6 separate regions of the Mus musculus genome follow, and regions 1, 2, 4, 5 and 6 are each linked to region 3. A link is a contact called in public HiChIP or PLAC-seq and promoter capture Hi-C data. All regions are on one chromosome and are shown on one strand. The core of a region is the stretch at or near the end of the contact, and the rest is flanking DNA. Distances in the headings are between cores, read along the strand shown.

What was found. Promoter capture Hi-C pulls out the DNA fragments that hold promoters and counts their contacts. HiChIP or PLAC-seq counts read pairs in DNA pulled down with a chosen protein or histone mark. Capture Hi-C pulls out chosen DNA fragments and counts their contacts.
Region 1: a contact with region 3 is called in a promoter capture Hi-C map of hematopoietic stem and progenitor cells. The contact joins the promoter of Lipt1 here to the promoter of Inpp4a in region 3. A contact is called at or near these places in 19 of 39 promoter capture datasets (the 3T3-L1 cell line, 3T3-L1-derived adipocytes, the HPC-7 cell line and 11 more), 15 of 484 Hi-C or Micro-C datasets (CD4 T cells, CD8 T cells, LSK cells and 7 more), 9 of 115 datasets of contacts at active chromatin or transcription factors (bone marrow-derived macrophages, embryonic stem cells, memory CD8 T cells and 3 more) and 4 of 9 other capture datasets (adipose tissue, embryonic stem cells, liver and 1 more).
Region 2: an H3K27ac HiChIP or PLAC-seq map of microglia shows a contact between it and region 3, with 7 times the contacts expected there. The contact joins the promoter of Mrpl30 here to the promoter of Inpp4a in region 3. A contact is called at or near these places in 15 of 39 promoter capture datasets (the 3T3-L1 cell line, 3T3-L1-derived adipocytes, the C10 cell line and 10 more), 4 of 115 datasets of contacts at active chromatin or transcription factors (bone marrow-derived macrophages, embryonic hindbrain, microglia and 1 more) and 2 of 9 other capture datasets (liver and pancreatic islet).
Region 4: a contact with region 3 is called in a promoter capture Hi-C map of liver, with 1.9 times the contacts expected there. The contact joins the promoter of Txndc9 here to the promoter of Inpp4a in region 3. A contact is called at or near these places in 2 of 484 Hi-C or Micro-C datasets (CD4 T cells and LSK cells), 3 of 115 datasets of contacts at active chromatin or transcription factors (cardiomyocytes, intestinal villus epithelium and memory CD8 T cells) and 2 of 9 other capture datasets (adipose tissue and liver).
Region 5: a contact with region 3 is called in a promoter capture Hi-C map of liver, with 4 times the contacts expected there. The contact joins the enhancer-like site here to the promoter of Inpp4a in region 3. A contact is called at or near these places in 12 of 39 promoter capture datasets (the C10 cell line, HPC-7-derived erythroid cells, cranial neural crest and 8 more), 1 of 484 Hi-C or Micro-C datasets (liver), 10 of 115 datasets of contacts at active chromatin or transcription factors (astrocytes, bone marrow-derived macrophages, embryonic basal ganglia and 5 more) and 4 of 9 other capture datasets (adipose tissue, embryonic stem cells, liver and 1 more).
Region 6: a promoter capture Hi-C map of adipose tissue shows a contact between it and region 3, with 3 times the contacts expected there. The contact joins the promoter of Actr1b here to the promoter of Inpp4a in region 3. A contact is called at or near these places in 9 of 39 promoter capture datasets (3T3-L1-derived adipocytes, the C10 cell line, the HPC-7 cell line and 5 more), 4 of 484 Hi-C or Micro-C datasets (B cells, CD4 T cells, embryonic stem cells and 1 more), 12 of 115 datasets of contacts at active chromatin or transcription factors (astrocytes, bone marrow-derived macrophages, embryonic forebrain and 7 more) and 4 of 9 other capture datasets (adipose tissue, embryonic stem cells, liver and 1 more).

What each region holds. Positions count from the first base shown.
Region 1 is chr1:37,870,769-37,873,468 of GRCm38.p6, forward strand. It overlaps Lipt1 (lipoyltransferase 1), which reads left to right and starts at 1,451. Exons shown (of 2, transcript NM_001037918.4): 1 at 1,451-1,557.
Region 2 is chr1:37,889,208-37,891,907 of GRCm38.p6, forward strand. Mrpl30 (mitochondrial ribosomal protein L30) reads left to right here and starts at 1,270. Exons shown (of 6, transcript NM_027098.3): 1 at 1,270-1,377. Mitd1 (MIT, microtubule interacting and transport, domain containing 1) reads right to left here and starts at 1,204. Exons shown (of 7, transcript NM_026913.3): 1 at 953-1,204. The coding sequence starts at 1,103.
Region 3 is chr1:37,298,477-37,301,176 of GRCm38.p6, forward strand. It overlaps Inpp4a (inositol polyphosphate-4-phosphatase, type I), which reads left to right and starts at 1,362. Exons shown (of 26, transcript NM_030266.4): 1 at 1,362-1,642.
Region 4 is chr1:37,995,853-37,998,552 of GRCm38.p6, forward strand. It overlaps Txndc9 (thioredoxin domain containing 9), which reads right to left and starts at 1,356. Exons shown (of 5, transcript NM_172054.4): 1 at 1,257-1,356. It overlaps Eif5b (eukaryotic translation initiation factor 5B), which reads left to right and starts at 2,158. Exons shown (of 24, transcript NM_198303.2): 1 at 2,158-2,472. The coding sequence starts at 2,438.
Region 5 is chr1:36,784,071-36,786,770 of GRCm38.p6, forward strand. No RefSeq gene overlaps it. Among named protein-coding and RNA genes, the nearest start is that of Zap70, 24 kb to the left of the region's middle. Within about 2 kb of position 1,296, at least 50 of the 459 cell types and tissues checked have an H3K27ac peak or open chromatin away from gene starts, as enhancers often do. A contact at or near this core is called in embryonic forebrain, hippocampal neurons and liver, where this site is marked.
Region 6 is chr1:36,708,662-36,711,361 of GRCm38.p6, forward strand. Actr1b (ARP1 actin-related protein 1B, centractin beta) reads right to left here and starts at 1,264. Exons shown (of 11, transcript NM_146107.2): 1 at 1,145-1,264. The coding sequence starts at 1,192.

The DNA.
Region 1 (2,700 bases), core at 201-2,700, 570 kb after region 3:
AGAACCCTGACTAATACATTTTGTAACATACATACATACATACATACATACATACAGATTGATTTGCTGTATAATGTGTGTTATCTCAGCCTTAATATGGTGATTAAATGAAAGAAGCCCATGCTAATACCTTTAATCCCAGCACTTGGAAGGCAGAGGCAGAAAGCTCTCTGTGAGGCCAGTCTGGTCCACATAGCGAGTTCCAGGCAAGCCTGCCTTACAGGGGGAGACCCTAACTCACACTCAAATAGAAGTTTTAAGAAGAGCAGACAGAGCCAGGCATGGTGGAGCACACTTTTAATTTCAGCACTCCAGAAGCAGAGGCAGGTGGATCTCTGTGCATTCAAGGCCAGCCTGGTCTACAAAATGAGTTCCAGAACAGCCAGGGCTACACAGAGAAACCCTGTCTTGGGGATTGGGAGCGGGGGAGGAGACAGAATAAAATGCAGGAAAGGAGAATTGCCATCACCAGAGGACTATAAAGCAGGTTAGAGTGTTATTGGACATTCCAGTGGAGAAGCTGAAGAAGTAGAAAAAGAGGATAACTGGTCCAAAGACAGACATCTTAGAGCAGACAGTGGAGAATGAAGGAAGGTCATTGAAGGAAATTAAAACAAAACAAAACAAAAAACAAAAACAAAACAGAACAACAACAACAGAAAAAAACTGTCCCTTCTCAGATTTCAAAGAATACAATATAGAAGCAGACTACTAATTTAGGAGCCCTACTAAGGGCAACACAATGTGGGGCTATTTTGATAACTAGCAAAATTCCTACAATGACGAATGGAAAAGTATCCCTTCCCACCCTCATAATACCATCCAGCTGAAGACTGATCTCATCAAAGTTGCAGTAACAGACAGGAGTCCTGTCTGTGGTGCAGCTAATTTATATACCCTGAATTAACTCTGCTCATTTACTGCGTTAGCAGTACCAGGAGGCAAGGCTGGAGAGGCTTCCATTCTAACTGAAGGAGGAGAGACTGGTTTCTGTGGAAGAGCGAGGAATGACCACAAATTCTTTGGGCTCTGCTCATCAAGAAGTGGGTCCGTGATCTCATTCCTTAACTCTAGTCTGGCTTTGTTGTTCCTGGGGCCATAGGAATGCGGTTGAAGCGCTTCCAAGTGCCTTGAATCGAACCGCCCCAGCAGCTAGACAGCACCTCCTGAGTGTGAACAGACCATTTTGGACCACACAGTTTAGCCAACTCTTGCTGAAAGAAACCAGCATAGGAATCACCCAGCTCGTCTTTACATATTTTGGTAAGTGGACTTTGTCCTTTCAATGAATCTAGTTCTAAATGCATTGGCCTGAAGGAAATAACCTTAAAAATATTTGCTTCTATTTCAGGCTTAGCCACGACCTCCTGGGGGTGTGGCTTATCCAGGGGGCGAGCTTTACGGGGGCGTGGCCTCTTGAGGGCGGGTCTCTTGGGCGGGGCTGGGGAGGACTCCCCAGCAACTGCGTCTAGAGGGCTGAGTGTTCTGGGTTCCACGTGGGTTGATTGAGTTTTAATTTGCAGAAAAAGCTGCTGCGGGCGCGACCGGAAGTGGCAGGTGAGTGAAGCCGGAAGCAGTTCCAGTGAATTCTTTGCGGGTTGTGGAGGCACACGCTGAGCAGGAGTGGGTGCTGCGGAGAGCACGCGTGCGTCCCATGGGCCCCTCCTATTGGTTCTGAAAGCTCTGCAGATTACACCTGGTGCTCCGGACGTAATTTCATTATTGGGAACAGTTGATTTCTAATACGGCGTAGGGTAAACTAAACAAGACATTCAGTGCTAGTCGCGTGCCTGCTCCCGAAGAGTAAAGCTTGCTTAAAAGTTCGTAATCACTTCCAGGTTTGGATCGCGTTATTAGGAGGATAGCAAATAGTTTTGGTAAGGCCTTGTGAGGAAGGTAGGCCTGTAGTTAGGTCTTGCTTTACACTCTGTCAGGGAGAAGCATGTGTTGGCAGTTGCAGAAGTGTCTCCCAGAGCATGGAAGTAAGAGCCTCCTGAGGAAATAATTATAACACCAGTAATGAAGATGAAAGCAGAGAGCTGGGGGTGGATTGCTCGGCGGTACAGTTCAAACCTAGACTGAGTGAGTTCCATCCCTTGCTCAGCTAAAGCTGTTAAAATAGAGTGTAGTTGGGTATATCAACCACATCCTAGCCCAGGCGCCTACAGAGGAGTAGGTGGCCAACACAAAACAAACTCCACGGGCTTTTTTTTTTTTTTCTTTTTTGGTCTTGTCTCGTTGATCTTTTACTTATTTTGACTTTAGTTTTCATAGGTTTTGGTTTTTTAAAGAAAGAACATAAAGTTGGGTGGATAGGGAGGTGGTGGGATCTGAAAAAAACGGGGAGAGGAAGGAACGTGATCAAAATGCATTGTATAAAAAGTTTTTCATTTAAAAAAGTAAAATATGGGTGTGGGTCGCTATGCAAAGTAACACTGTAGAAACAGAATTCTACCAGGTTTTCAAAAGTTAGATTGTTTCATTTTGTCTGTCAGCTACAGTCTGTCTCAGAAGGTATGTCAGGCCTTCAACCCAGAGGCAGAGGCAAATAGATCTCTGTGAGCTCAAGGTCAGCCTGGTCTACAGAGGTAGTTTCAGGAGATCCAGGGCTACACACTCATCGTGTCTGAGGGTGGGGAGATTGTGTTCTGATAACTAAAATAATTTGTGATACGATACATAATAATCATTTAGTTTAAC
Region 2 (2,700 bases), core at 20-2,519, 590 kb after region 3:
AGACCCTATTGCTAAAGATGCCACATGCCTTGACCACAGGTCGAGAACAAACTGGAGCTGGTTGAAAGCGTCCTCCTTGTTGGATAGTACCACGGTGTTGGATGGTGCTACTCAAGCTGCTGGGGGAGAAATGTCTTACTCAGCCACTCCCTCTGTTAAAACCAACCATCTGGGAAAGATGAGCCCATTGGCGCAATCGTGGTAAATGTGGTACCCAACTGCTTTCTGATTGGATGTGAAGTCTGCTTGACAAGAGGGACTCTCATCTGGTACTTTATACCTAACTAAAAATCAAGACTGTGGCGGTCCTAGGCCCTAGGGGCCGTACTACTACTGCTGTAGTTTTATTAAATCAACATGATGTATCTGCCAAACTGCCCTCTACCTCATTATGTTTATGCCCATAGAGCAGTGCTGTAGTCCACATGGTCAGAGAAGCCTCTTCCACCAGTACCGGGTAGTGACTGCAGAGACTGACAACTGGTTGGTGCACATAGAATAAATGGCCGTGGAATGCACCCCCATCTTGAGAATGAATATATAATCATTGATGGAGGAGGGAGAGACAATTTAGTCAGTGCTGTAGTCGCTGGTAACGTGCACATAGCTCTGTAAACAAACTTCCACCCTAGTGAAACTCAATGGATCATAGTTGGGGTGAGGGCAGGAAGGTGAGCCAGAGGAAGGAGAAAAATCATGTCACAAACTGACAACAACGAAGAATAAAATTGATTCAAACGCAAGACCTATCAAGCCTTATAGATTATATTTGGTTATGCCTCTTATGGTCCTTAGCGATAACATCGGTCTATTGCAAAGGCCACCACCTCCGTTGTCCTGCAGATTATCAGAATATAACTCCTGAATTTGAATGCTTCCTGGTAGTTAGTAAGTTTCGTTTTCTTAAGTTTCCGCTCAGTCCCAGACAGAGCGGAAACCGAAACTCGCTCACCTTTCAGAACCTGCAAGAGCATGTCAATCCCCTCCTGGTAACACACCAGAGCCTGCTGGTACCGGGACTCTGCATCCAGCTCTACTGCCCGCTTTAGTACCGCCACCGCCGCAGTGCTATCGGAATCCTGTCCCAGGCTGGACTTAGCCATCACTGTGACAACTCCTGGGCACCGCCAGCAAATTCCAAGAGCTGACCCACTGCGCTTCCAGGAAGCGCACGCGTGACGCCGCTGCGCCTGCGCTGTCTTCTATGGCGCGTTGTGAATGGGCCGGGACAAAAAAAAAAAAAAACCTTTCCCGGAACCAAAGAACCGTACGGTCTGTGACGGCAACGGCGTGGTTTGAATGTTGCACTGGGTCCACCTGCCTCTGTTCCTCTCCTTCCGGCTGCGGGGACGTTCGGAGTGGACACAGCGGTCGCCGGTGAGTGCGGTCGTGGGAGCTAGAGGCTCTCTCTGCAGTTACGAAATGACTTTCTTTCTGTTTCGAGTTGGAGGTCCCGCAGACCTATTTCTTGATCTTCTGAAAGCAGCCAGGTTGTCACTTTATTCGAGTCGTGCTGCGACGCGCGTGTCTCTGAGAGTCTCACTCGTGTAGATCTAGGTCCGAGCCATCCAAGCGTCAGTGAAATTTATTATTTTTTTTTAAGAAGGCAAAACTTGCTTAATTTTAAGATGTTGCGATTTTAGAGTGCTGAGTTTTTGGAGTTGCTGTTTATTAAAGACAGTGATTTTGCAGGCCCCTGTGATTGTCACTTGTTAAAGCAGCTGCTTTTGGTGGCTGAGAGGCCGTTATGACGGCTGCCTACTACCTTTACGTCCTGGGAATTCGAAGAAGAGAGACATTTGTTGATTTCAGAGAACGCGGTTGATTGCACGGGAAATTCAGTGTTCTGTATTTTCAGGAATGTTCACTCCTCGTTATAGATATATACCTTGACCCTTTAGAAAGAGAAATTAATTAAAGAACCACTTACGAGCTGGTGTTGTAGTTTAGGGGTAAAGAGCTGTTTACGTGCATAACCATTGTAAAAAAGCAAAACAACAACAAAACTCCAGCAAACCTTTCGGGGTGAGGGAGAGGAAAAATGGTTTTGGCAGCCTTTTGTTTTTCTGTGTATACTCATATATTAACATATTAGAAAATAGAAATAGGTTATATATCCCATGTGATAAATGGTATTTTTCAGTTTATTTTTATGTGTATGGGTGTTTTGCCTGTCATATCTACACCATGTGCGTGTAGTGCCCATGGAGGCCAGAAGATAGTCAGATCCCCTGGAACTAGATAGAGTTAAAAAAACATTTGTAAGCTTCCAGGTGGTCACCGGGAATTAAATGTGGGACCTCTGGAAGAGCAGCCAGTGCTCATAACTGCTGAGCCATGTCTCCAGCCCCATTTTTCTGGTATTTGCAACAGTACAGAGGAAAGTTGTTGTACAGTAGATGGCAGTATAATTGCTTCAAGGTCCAAAAGCTACGCACATAAGAATAATGCCTACTGTATTGAAATGAGTTGCAGCTCAGAGCACTTATATTCTGTATGCAAGGCTATGGGTTCAATCCCCAGTACCTTCCCTCACCAAAAGGAAAAACAACAACAACAAAAAGCAGTTTTGATGGTGCTGCCTGCTTATATCTGAAATTAAACTTCAGCAGAGAATCTTGAGTGCCGAAGCTGCTTTGAGAGACACATCTATGACTTGAGCAGATCCAAACCAAAATATAAAGTCCTTGTCTTCTGGCA
Region 3 (2,700 bases), core at 112-2,611:
AACCCTCTTTAGCTTGAATATAAATAACACAGCTGTGCAAGCTAGCTTTTTGTTGTTGTTGTTGTTAGGTGGACACAAGCTAGAATCATCTGAAAAGAGGGAACCTCAGTTGAGAAAATACCTGGATCAAATTGCAATGTAGGCACCCTGTGGGGCATTTTCTTAATGGTTGATGTGGAAGGGCAAGACCTAATGTGGGTGGTGCCACCCCAGGCAGGTGGTCCTGAGTTATCTAAATAGCAGGCTAAGCAGGCCATGGAGAGCACACCAACAAGTAACTTTCGCTCCTGGCTTTTGCTTCCATTCCTGCCTCTAGGTTTTTGTCTTGAGTTCCTGCCTGATCATGGACTTGTAGCCTGTAAGCCAAATAAGCCTTTTCCTCTCCAAGTCGTTTTTGGCCAGTGGTTTAACCCAGGAAGAGAGAAAGCAAATTAAGACTCTGACCATAAAATTTATTATCTCATAGGAGAATGCTTTTGAGATTGAAAGGGGGATTTCTATTAATTTTACCGTAAGAAAATCAGGTATATCAGTCACTTGAATTTTAGAAGATGAAATAAGGACAATATTTTTAATTTTTCTAAGCATGTTTGAGTTTTTTGGCTTTTGGCCTTAGGGTTAAGGTTCAATCAATATTTTCTCCCCTTCATCTGATTAATAAAAGATAAGCATTTGGTAATAAGTTACTCTTTAGAAGATAAAAGTGGGTGTGGTGGTGCATACCTGTACTCTCAGCCTTTAGGAGGCAGTGGCAGGAACATGAATAACACGAAGGGCAGCTAGTGAGTGGGTGACCAACCTGGATTACCCTGTTCAAAAAAAAAAAAAAACAACCCAAAACGAAACAGAACAAGCAAAAAAAAAACCAGACAAATGAGGTGTAAAAAAACCTGAAAAATGTTTTTGTTTGTCCATTTAAGTTTCCCCTCATCAGGTAGAAATGTTAACGTTACAATAAAGTTAAAAACGATCAGAGGCAGGGAGCCCCTGTCTCAGTGGAAATAAATAAGTAATAAAATAAAAAAAAATGTATCTCCGAAAGTCCTGATTGGTCTTCTTCCCTATAGAAAAATAGAATTTTGAGGAGGAAGTGTTAAGGTCCGTTATCTTTTGGGTAGACTAGGTCTGGAAGGAAGTTCAAAAGACTACAGTTTGTTGGTGGCCACGCCCACTGAGTGATGGATCAGCTACACCTGCACTTCCGACCTCCAGCGTTTTTCTAGAATCGCTTGTTCTCTGGGCAGAAGCCTCAGGGCATGTGAAGGTGGAAAAACTCCCACTCCTGGGTGACGTCACATAAGAGGGTGTGACCTTTTGGGAGGTGCGGCTTCCTAGGGGCGGAGCCAGGGAGGGAGGGGGCAGGGCGGCGGTCGGGGAGTGGGGCGCGCATGCGCGGTGAGGGGGCGGAACCGGGGCGGGGTTGTGCGCTGTGTTCTGAGAGAAGGCGGTGGCAGGATTCGGGCTGCGCGGGGACGGCGGGTTCGGGTCTGGGGTGGACGCCACCGGCCGGAGTGAGGCGGCCAGGAAACAAATCCCGGCCGGTCTTCAGGACCGGACAGCAACCAGCGGGGCCGAGGCCGGGGTGTGCGGCCTGGAGGACAGAGGCCAAGGCTGAGCAAGTGTCCGGGCCGGGGCGCGCCAGGTAGGTGGGCCGAGCTGGGCCGTGCCAGGTCCGGTGTGCCGGGCTTAGCGGAGTGGGCTGGGCGGCTGGGAGCTGGAGACACTGGGAACCCGGCCCGGTGGCGCCCGCGGTTGTCATGGCAGTGGTACAGCCTAGCGGTTCGCTGGCCGCGTCTTTGGAGCGCGATCCTAGACTTGCGGTCCCCTTGCCGCGGGCTTCTCGGGGAGCCGTGCGATGCTATACAACGCGCCCGCCGGCTGCATCTCTGCTGTATCCCATAGGCATCCGACGCTGAAGGCCTCGCGGTATCTCGGGTGTCAACACACCGGGTAAAAATAAACATACATGTTGGTGGGAGACACGGACTCTACGTCCTCGCAACTCTTTGAGCATTTTCTGTTCGCGCATCGGCCAGGACAGGATCTCCCTCACCTTTGCTTTATGTATTTTATATTCTTCTGGCTTTCCTAATAAGCTAATTGAGGCCTGAGAGGTTTGCAGGGATCCGTGGTCGTCTTTTGCAAAGCCAGTCATGAATGTGTAGGCCACGGAAACACTCAAAATGTCAGACACAAATATATATCTTTGTGGGCGAAGGGAAGGAGTGTTGATGGGCCTTGGTTTCTCTTGCCCCTTCTCTCCTGCCCTCTGACATTACATAATGGTGGGTTCCTCCTGCCTGGATTTGACAGCTCATGAAAATGTCTCTCTGGGTAAGAAGGAAGTAAGTATTGGCCGTTGTAAATCTTTGCCTCTTAATGTGTTTGATGTTGAGAGATTGCCTAAGAGTAGAATGTGATTTGTCACCTGCCAGTTAGGGCCTCTGGGCCAAGGGGATGGGGGTGGGGTGGTACGGAAGTTGGGGTGTTGCAGTAATATTCTGCTTCGTTCACTCCTGTTCCCCGGGTGGGTTGTGTGGACAATGGGGACATCACAGGGCTGGGACATCACACAGCTGGTTGATCTGGGTGTGAATCCTGAAGGTTTTGTCACTTGCTAACTCAGGTTCTCAAGACCCTCATCAGTAAGAGGTGTAAACAGAACCTCATTAGCTGCGTTTGTTTTGAAATCTAATTGCC
Region 4 (2,700 bases), core at 106-2,605, 700 kb after region 3:
GGCATAAAAAATAAGTATTAAGTTTACATTTCGGGGGCTTTGTTGTTTTTTTTTTTTTTTTTAAAACAGGGTCTCTGTAACAGAGCCTGAGAGGTTAACACAACAGATGCCATGTTGGAGGCACTATTTTGGCCTTAGAACTCAGCATGTAGGCCCCAACACCTGCCAAAACCAGAATAAAGATGTAAACCATCAAAGATCTCATTTATGGTTCCAGAATCCAGGGAAATCCCTAAATACACTAGCTTGCTTTTCGGCATACTTCCTCAAAAATATCCTGACATAAACGTTACAAGTCCAGGTGACAGCCCATCGCTTCTACGACTAAAGGCAGGCTCTTGAAGCAGAGAGAAGTAATTACACACACGTCTACTTGTGTCCAACATCTGCTGGAGAACAACATTAATCTGGGAGTAGATTAATTAATGCAACCAAGACAATCCCTACTCTCTGAGCCATGCCCACTGGCCAACCTAATCTACCCAATTTCTCAATGAGTCTTTCTTCCTAGGTGACCGTAGATTATTCTATCAAGTTGACAGCTAAAACTAATCAGCTCACACACAAAATAAGCCTGGGCATGGTGGCTCATGATTACAACCTCAGCTCTCAAGGGCAGAAGCATAAGGGTCACACCTCATATTTGGAGCGATAGGCCTGGGCTACATAAGGTCATTTAAAAACTCCAACTGTCAGCTTCTCATAAATACTATACAACTGAAAAGAAGCTGTACTCCCAGGATCCCTAACTCGGGGAAGAGAGAGAAGGATCCGAGACCAGCCACTCAGAATCTGCATCACAGTATTCGTTTATCACCGAGAATTTCACAGGAGACCTTTACGTTTAAATGCGGAGCTTCACGCGACTAAAAGTGCTGCCCTGAATTAGGCGGAGGTGGTCACTGCCTTTATATTGGGGGTAAGGACATAACTTTCTATTTATTGAACCAAATCGAGTATTATTCTTACCGACGAACTGGGGGCCCTGACACCTATGTACTCCCCTACAAACTCCTAACCGAAACCCTAACCCCATGTACCTGTCAGCAGACTCTTCGCCACTCCCTGAGCTCAAGAGACTGGTGGAGTAGTTCCGGGGGGACCCGATTTCGCACTAACTGGGGCGCATGCGCCGTAGCCTCCGCAGCCGCCCAGACGAGGCCCTCCCAGCCGCTCCCTCGATCCCAGCCGAGGATGTGTCCTTCATCAACACTGGGACGCTGTGGCACTATCGGCCACATCACCCTCAGCCGTACCTGGACTATTGATGAGGCCTACGGAGAGAGGAAGCCGCAGATCAAGAATACCCACCGGGTTCACACAGGTTTCAACCTCGCAGCAATTGTTAAGGGCAGAGAAGGGGCTGTTAACTCCGCCACTTCATTGGCTACAGTCCTCTCGCGATACAATGTGAGACACTCGCGGAAAGGGCGGTGGCGAGTGACGAAAGCCTCGGAGAAGCCCTATCCTCCGCCACCCGGAACTACTGGCTTCCGAGCCTACGCTTCACGTGGGCTAATGGCCGGAGGGATGGGCGCTAGGCACGTTGGGAATTGTAGTTCTTTGTGCACTGACTGCGGGTCCCGGCTCTACCGGGAAACGAGCCGGGTCTTGAGCCTGAGTGACAGAGGGGCTTCATTTCTCGTTGTGTTTAATAGTTTCGAAAGTGTAGCTTACAGTACATTATAATTTATACACAGCTCACACTAGTAACATCGCCCCGAAACATGGAGAAAATTTTCACCATGCCAGGATCTTCCCTCCTGACTTTCTTAGGCACATGAATTTTTAGAACTTGCTCATACGAAGATTCATATTAGGGGACCCGTTGCTGTGTCCTTATGTCTTTTTCCCCTTAATAAATGTACACAGTTGACAATTCATGAGTGTTTCTGAGAGGGATCCCATTTTTTGTCCTGCCACCCCCAGAACGCTCATCATTGACTCTTTGTGGTCCTGTAATGGACTTCCCGCAGCTGAGGCCGCGTAGGCAGGGGAGAATTTTCAGTCCCACTTCTGCGTCGAAAGCCAGCCCCGGGAAGGGTGCCGACGTGAGAAATGAACGGCCTCATTGTCGTCCTCTAGGTTCTAGAACCCGGGATCCGCCGGACGTCGGTGCGCGGCGCTCACTTGCGGCGAGGGGGCGCCTGGGTTCCCACCTGGCCGGCGGCTCTACTGGAGACGCTCTAGCCGAAGCGCCGCTCTCGATGAGCCGCGCCCTGCGTCCCCACGCCGAGGCGGCGGGGCGATGCGCTTGCGTACTGAGGGCTCACACCATATGTGCCCTGTCCCAGTGCGCGGGTCTGTGGAGAGCCGGGTGCGAGAGGCGGCGGCGCGAGGGGGACCGAGCCGAGCGGGCATTGGAGTCAGCCGGGAGACAGTGGGTCTGTGAGACACCGAACCGAGGGGCCGGGGCCGCGAGCGCCGTTGACAAGCGATGGGGAAGAAACAGAAAAACAAGAGCGAAGACAGGTAGGCGGCGGGGCTCGGGCCGGGGGTCCTCCGGGAGTCGCGCGGGGCCCTGGATGGGCGAGCCTCGACGGGGCGCGTCCCGCGGCCGGGGCTCGGGCTGGGGTCCGAGGCGTGGGGCTGAGGGGCTCGGAGGTCGTTTGGGGGTCCGGGCGGTGTGGGGCCGGGCTCGGGCGCTGCTAAGCCAGGCCTACGGCCCAGGTGAGTGCGAGCCGGGCCCGGAGAGCCCGG
Region 5 (2,700 bases), core at 46-2,545, 510 kb before region 3:
GCTGAGATGAGGAGGTTATAAGTTGCAGGCGAGCCTGGGTTCCATAATGAGATCCTATATCAACAGCACACACTCCAAACAGGCAAAAAACAAACAAAACAAAACAAAAAAAAACTCAAAAAACCAGAACAAAACCAAGCGAAAACCCCTTAGCAGTGCCTTGAGAATAGGGAGATATGCGTTTTTCATTAGAAGGTGACGTTACTACTGCATATGTAAGCTGTATTACTAATTCATAGACAATATTAAAACTTAAACAGTCTTTAATCTCTTTAAAACTAATAAGTTGATCAAGAAAGAAATTTCCTCAGTGGTAGGATTTTGTGGCTGCTGGAAATGGTTTCTTTTGCAAATATTTCAGTTGCATTAAAATTCACTTGTTATTGGATAATTATATATTTTAATTAATTAATTAGTTTAATGCATGTGAGTACACTGTCGCTGTCTTCAGACCAGAAGTGGCATCAGAGCCCATTACAGACAGTTGTGAGCCACCATGTGGTTGCTGGGAATTGAACTCAGGACCTCTGGAAGAGCAGTCAGTGCTCTTACCCGCTGAGCCATCTCTCCAGCCCAATGACACATATTATTGCACAAACGTTTAAGAAAATAAATACGTTTTTGTTTTTATTTATTTTATCGTCTGCATCACTAATTGGTTTGGTATTAAAACATCCACGTGGGTATCTAGTACACTGGGAAAGGCTTGGCAATGACGGAATCCTCTGAAGAGGTTGTAGTTCTAAAACAATGCCACAAGGTGGCGCCACAGTAAAAGCAAAGGTGGGCTCAGTTCCTGGCACAGGGCGCTCACCTGTCCTTATTCTGGCAGCTTCTGGCTAGGGAACAGAATCCAGACTCGCCTCTGATCTTCAGCCGTCAGTTCCGCCGCCTGCAGAGGGTTCACTCCAGGCCGGTTTGCAGGATGCTTCTTGCCAGCCTCTGGGACCCGGGCTCCGCACCCTCTCGCAGAATACATCCAGGCTCTTGCGCCTTTGTATTTTAGCGTAGCCCTCTGCTTTAGTGTGGCACGCTTTTTTGCTGTTTATAGATTTAGCCCCAGTTGCCCCGGGGGCAGGTTGTTTAGCCCTCCCGTGCCTCAGTTTCTCTATGGGCGCGTCGACTGAAAAGGGAAAGTAAATGTAGAAAAACCAGTGGGAAGATCTCAAAGGTACCGGGAACTACAAGGACGCTTAAAGCCCTGACGCTTGAACCTGGCTTTAGAGAGAAACCCTCCCATTTTCTCTGCCACCAGCAGCCAGGAGGAGGGGGAGGGGCAGCAGCAGCCTAGGAAAAGCGCAGAAGAATGGTTCAGAGTAAGGACTGAGCCCACCGCCGCCCCACGAGGCTGTACGGAGGGACATCTTTCTTTGTTCCTTTCCAGTATCATCTGCTCCTGCAGCCCCGTCCCTCGGTCTCACAGACTTCTCTTAACCACAGGTTCTGCTTTGCCTGTGGATGTCGCCCCTGATCCAGCAAGACCACGACATTCTGTAGCTGATGGCTCCTGCCTTGTACTCGCAGCCTTTACATGTCCGGAGAAGAAACGACTGCGTGACTCAGTCACCATTCAGTTTCGTGGCTTTATTTTTGCACCTGTAAATGTTTTGCCTGCACGTACGTCGGTGCATCCCATGCGTGCTTGTGACTATAGAGGTCAGAAGAGGGTGTCAGGTCCCCTGGAGCTAGGGGTATGGATGGTCGTTGGCCACCTTTCAAGTGCTGGGAACAGAACTTACTCCGCCTGCTCCCCAGCCCCCTCCCCCGCCCCCGTTTTCGTTTATTTGTTTTTGAGCCGGGGTCTCCTGAAGTCCGGGATAGCCTAAAAGTCTGTGTAGCTAGAGGCGACCTTGAACTTCTGTTCCTCTTGGCCTCCACTTCCTGTGGTGGGATTACAGGCAGGGGCCAGCATTCTTAGTTTTATGGGGTGCAGGGGAATGAACCCCAAGTTTTGCACGTACTAGGTAAGCTCTCCCCCAGCTTGCTCAGTTTCTGGCTCAAGCTGGCCTTCAACTCATGCGCTGTCTGCCTCAGCCTCCCGAGTGGGTCCCCAGTCTGCACTGCCCATTAGGCTCACTGTTGGGATCCCACAGCCTATAGGGATGGGACAGGGCCTCAGACCAAGTGGGTTTGGAGGTGGCATGGCTTTAGGGACAGCTATTTTGGACTTGGGCTCTGGGGGAAACTGGGGACTTATGTCTGTAGCACCTGTTAAGCTGAGAGTCTGAACTGGGTGGAGCCAGCTGATGAATAGATACGGTGGGCGATCTGCAGGCCCCACGGCTCAGGACTCTGGTGGCTGATTTGTGGGGGGTGTAGGGCTGGGTGGTGACATGTCTCACCATGTGAGCTTCTGGCATCTCCTCCTCCACTGGGTCTCCACAAGCACACACACATGAACATGCATATACCACACATGTACCACACACATGAGAAACGCGTCTATTTTTGATGTTGTATATGCATGTCAGTGTGGATTTGCGCACTTGAATGCAGTGCCCAGGGAGGCCAGACGAGGGCGCTAGAGCCCCTGGAGCTGAAGTTAAAGGTGGTTGTGAGCCACCAGATATGGGTGTCAGGAATTGAACTCCAGTTCTCTGCAAGAACATGCTGCTAACTGCTGAGCAGGCTCTTTAGCTTCTCAGAAGCACAGAGAGCAGGGCGAGGAGACGGTTCTTGGCAGTGATGAATACTGGAGAG
Region 6 (2,700 bases), core at 14-2,513, 590 kb before region 3:
CAGACAGAGACCACATACTGGGTCCATGGAGGGGAACCACTTGGTGGTCTCCAAGTACCTTTCTTGGGTAGTAAGAGGAGAGGCAGTCCCTGTCCCTGCTGGAAGCTGGACCTAGGCTTTCAACATGAACTGGACACACCTTCCACTTAGTAAATGAGTCACCTACTCACACCCTTTGCCTACCAGTCTCTATTAGGGCCAAAATAACATATCCAAGTAACAAGCGAGAGGCTCCAAGCCCAAACTCAGCCAGGCAGGTGCCTCTGAGCTCATTAGCTTGTTGGCCACCAAACAGGTAGGTAGCCTGATGTACACTGTAGCCTGCCCCAAGCACACCCCCAAAGTCCAGGACTAGCCTCTCTGATAAACAAGTTATGATTTAAGGGAGCCCACATGGGTGCTCCAAAAAAAGGCAGCCACAAAGATGCCATCAGGGGCTCACGTGGGAAGGAGTCAGTTCCCAGAAAGAGAAGTGTGTCACCGTCAAAAGCTCCAAGGCCTACACATCAGCTCTGGGCACAGCTAGAGAAAACCCCAGCCACGTCAAGGCCTCTAAGGATAGACAGCTCCTAGGGCCACTGAAGGTAAGCACAACCCAGGCTGGAAGACAACGCCCCGGGAAGCAGGACCTCTTTTCTTTCAGGCTTGCAAACTACTACCCCAAACTGCTCCGTCCTGGGGAAAGTGGCTACACTCTCCGAAAAGATCATTTAGAGTGAGGGGGTTAGTTAAAGCGGCAAAGAGGCCACCAGGTGGTGGCTGGTGGAAATTAACGTGCAGTGTTTGCTTCTGGGTGCAGCCCCTTGGGAAGTGTTGTAAAGATCACCAGGCCCTTCAAGAGATAAAGCCAGCAGTGTGCAAGAAGTCAAATGTCAGCCGACCTCCATCAGGCGGCCAGAGCTTACCACCAAGCAAAGGGCCAGGGGTCTTAACTTGCCCAGCGATCCCACCCCAGACAGACGCGTTCACCGGCCTAGAGCATTAAGGACCGCCTGACTGTGATCAGCTGTACCGCACATCCTGGACTCCGAGGGAGGTGCTCCCGAGGCCCACCCCTGGCCCCACCAGCGTGGGCCACCGCACGCCGCCTGCGACCCCGCGGCGGGTCACAGTCCTTCCCCCACCCCCCGCTGCCCGGCCTCACATTGTCGATGACCACGGGCTGGTTAGCGATGATGTCGTAGGACTCCATGGCCCGGCCGAGCCGGCCCTGCCCAGCAGGCGGGCTGCAGGAGGACCGGCGGGCTACAAGGTTCGCGGGGAGACCTGGACGGATGCGACTCCAGACACCGCGCCGCTCCCCTCCCCCAGTGCGCTGCCTACGCGAACGCGGCCCCGTGGCCAATCACAGATGCCAAATGACCTGATTGACGGCCGGCGCCGGGGAGGGTTGCTGGGGGAAGTGGGAGGGGCCTCTTGGAGCCGGCTAACCAATTGAAGCTTTCCGGAAGAACAGCCAGGCGTTGCCAAGGTAGGCTGCGCGGCCGTAAGATGATGTCATGGCTGGGTTCTTAAAGGGGGCAAGAATTAAAAAGGAGGTGGTAGGTCTATTGAAATCAGGAAGTCTTTTGAGTTCACCTACTGGAAGGTCTTTCTTTTGATGAGACATCTGTGAGCATTCCTCTTCTTAGGATGTCAGCTCTGATTATTTCAACGGGAGAGTTAGTTTAGTTAGATTTATTCATCTTTTTTGGTTTTTAGAGGTAGGATCTCTGTGAAACCAAGGCTAGCCTTCAACTTGTGATTCTCCCGCCTCACAAATGCTGGAATTACAGGCATGTACTACCATACCAAGCAACAGTTTTGGATTTAATAAGATTCAAACGCTAGGTGAATAATTGTATTTTATTTTAGAAGTATCATAGATTTACATTTAGACCTATGTTTAATTTGAGTTAGTTTTTATACATGTATCAAGTAAGCATCGGGGCATTTATCACTAAGGCTGTCTACCTGGGGTTTGATCCCAGAGACCCATATGGTAAAAGAGAACCGGCTTCCACAATTCTGATTGCTACAAGTGCACCATGGAATATGTACAGCCACACACACACATTCGCAAACAAAATAAATAATGTACAAAAAAAAGTGGGGGGTTGGCAAAGAGAAACTGGGTGTGATCATGTCATTCCTGGTAACAGGGAGGCAGAGGCAGGCCAATATCGGAGTTCCAGAGGTTGACAGAGGCTACATAGTGGAATCCTGCCTCAAAAAATTATATATATATATATATATATATATATATATATATATATATATATATATATAATTTATATTTATATAAATTTATAATGAGAGAGAGAAATTTTTTTCAAATTGCCTTGGTGCCTATGTCAATAGTTGATAGTTTCTGTCTACCTTTTATTCTGTTTCACTGGTCCATTAGCCAATAACACATAAACTTGTGGCGTCAGTTTTATGTTGTTGGGCAAAACATCAGAGAAAATCATCTTAAGAGAGGTCATATCTCTTAACTGTTTGATAGCGTTCACTCATGAAGTTACCTAGATCTTGAGTTTTCTTTGTGGGAAGAAAGTGTGTATATTTATAATATACAAATTAAGTTTTTAAAAAAGAGATGTAGACTGGTTCTGGTGGTGGTGGCAGCTTCCCCTTTCCATCCTCCTCTTCCTCTTCTTCCTCCTCCTTTGGTGTGCTGAACACAGAACCTGCACCTAGATAAGTTCTCTACCAACTAGC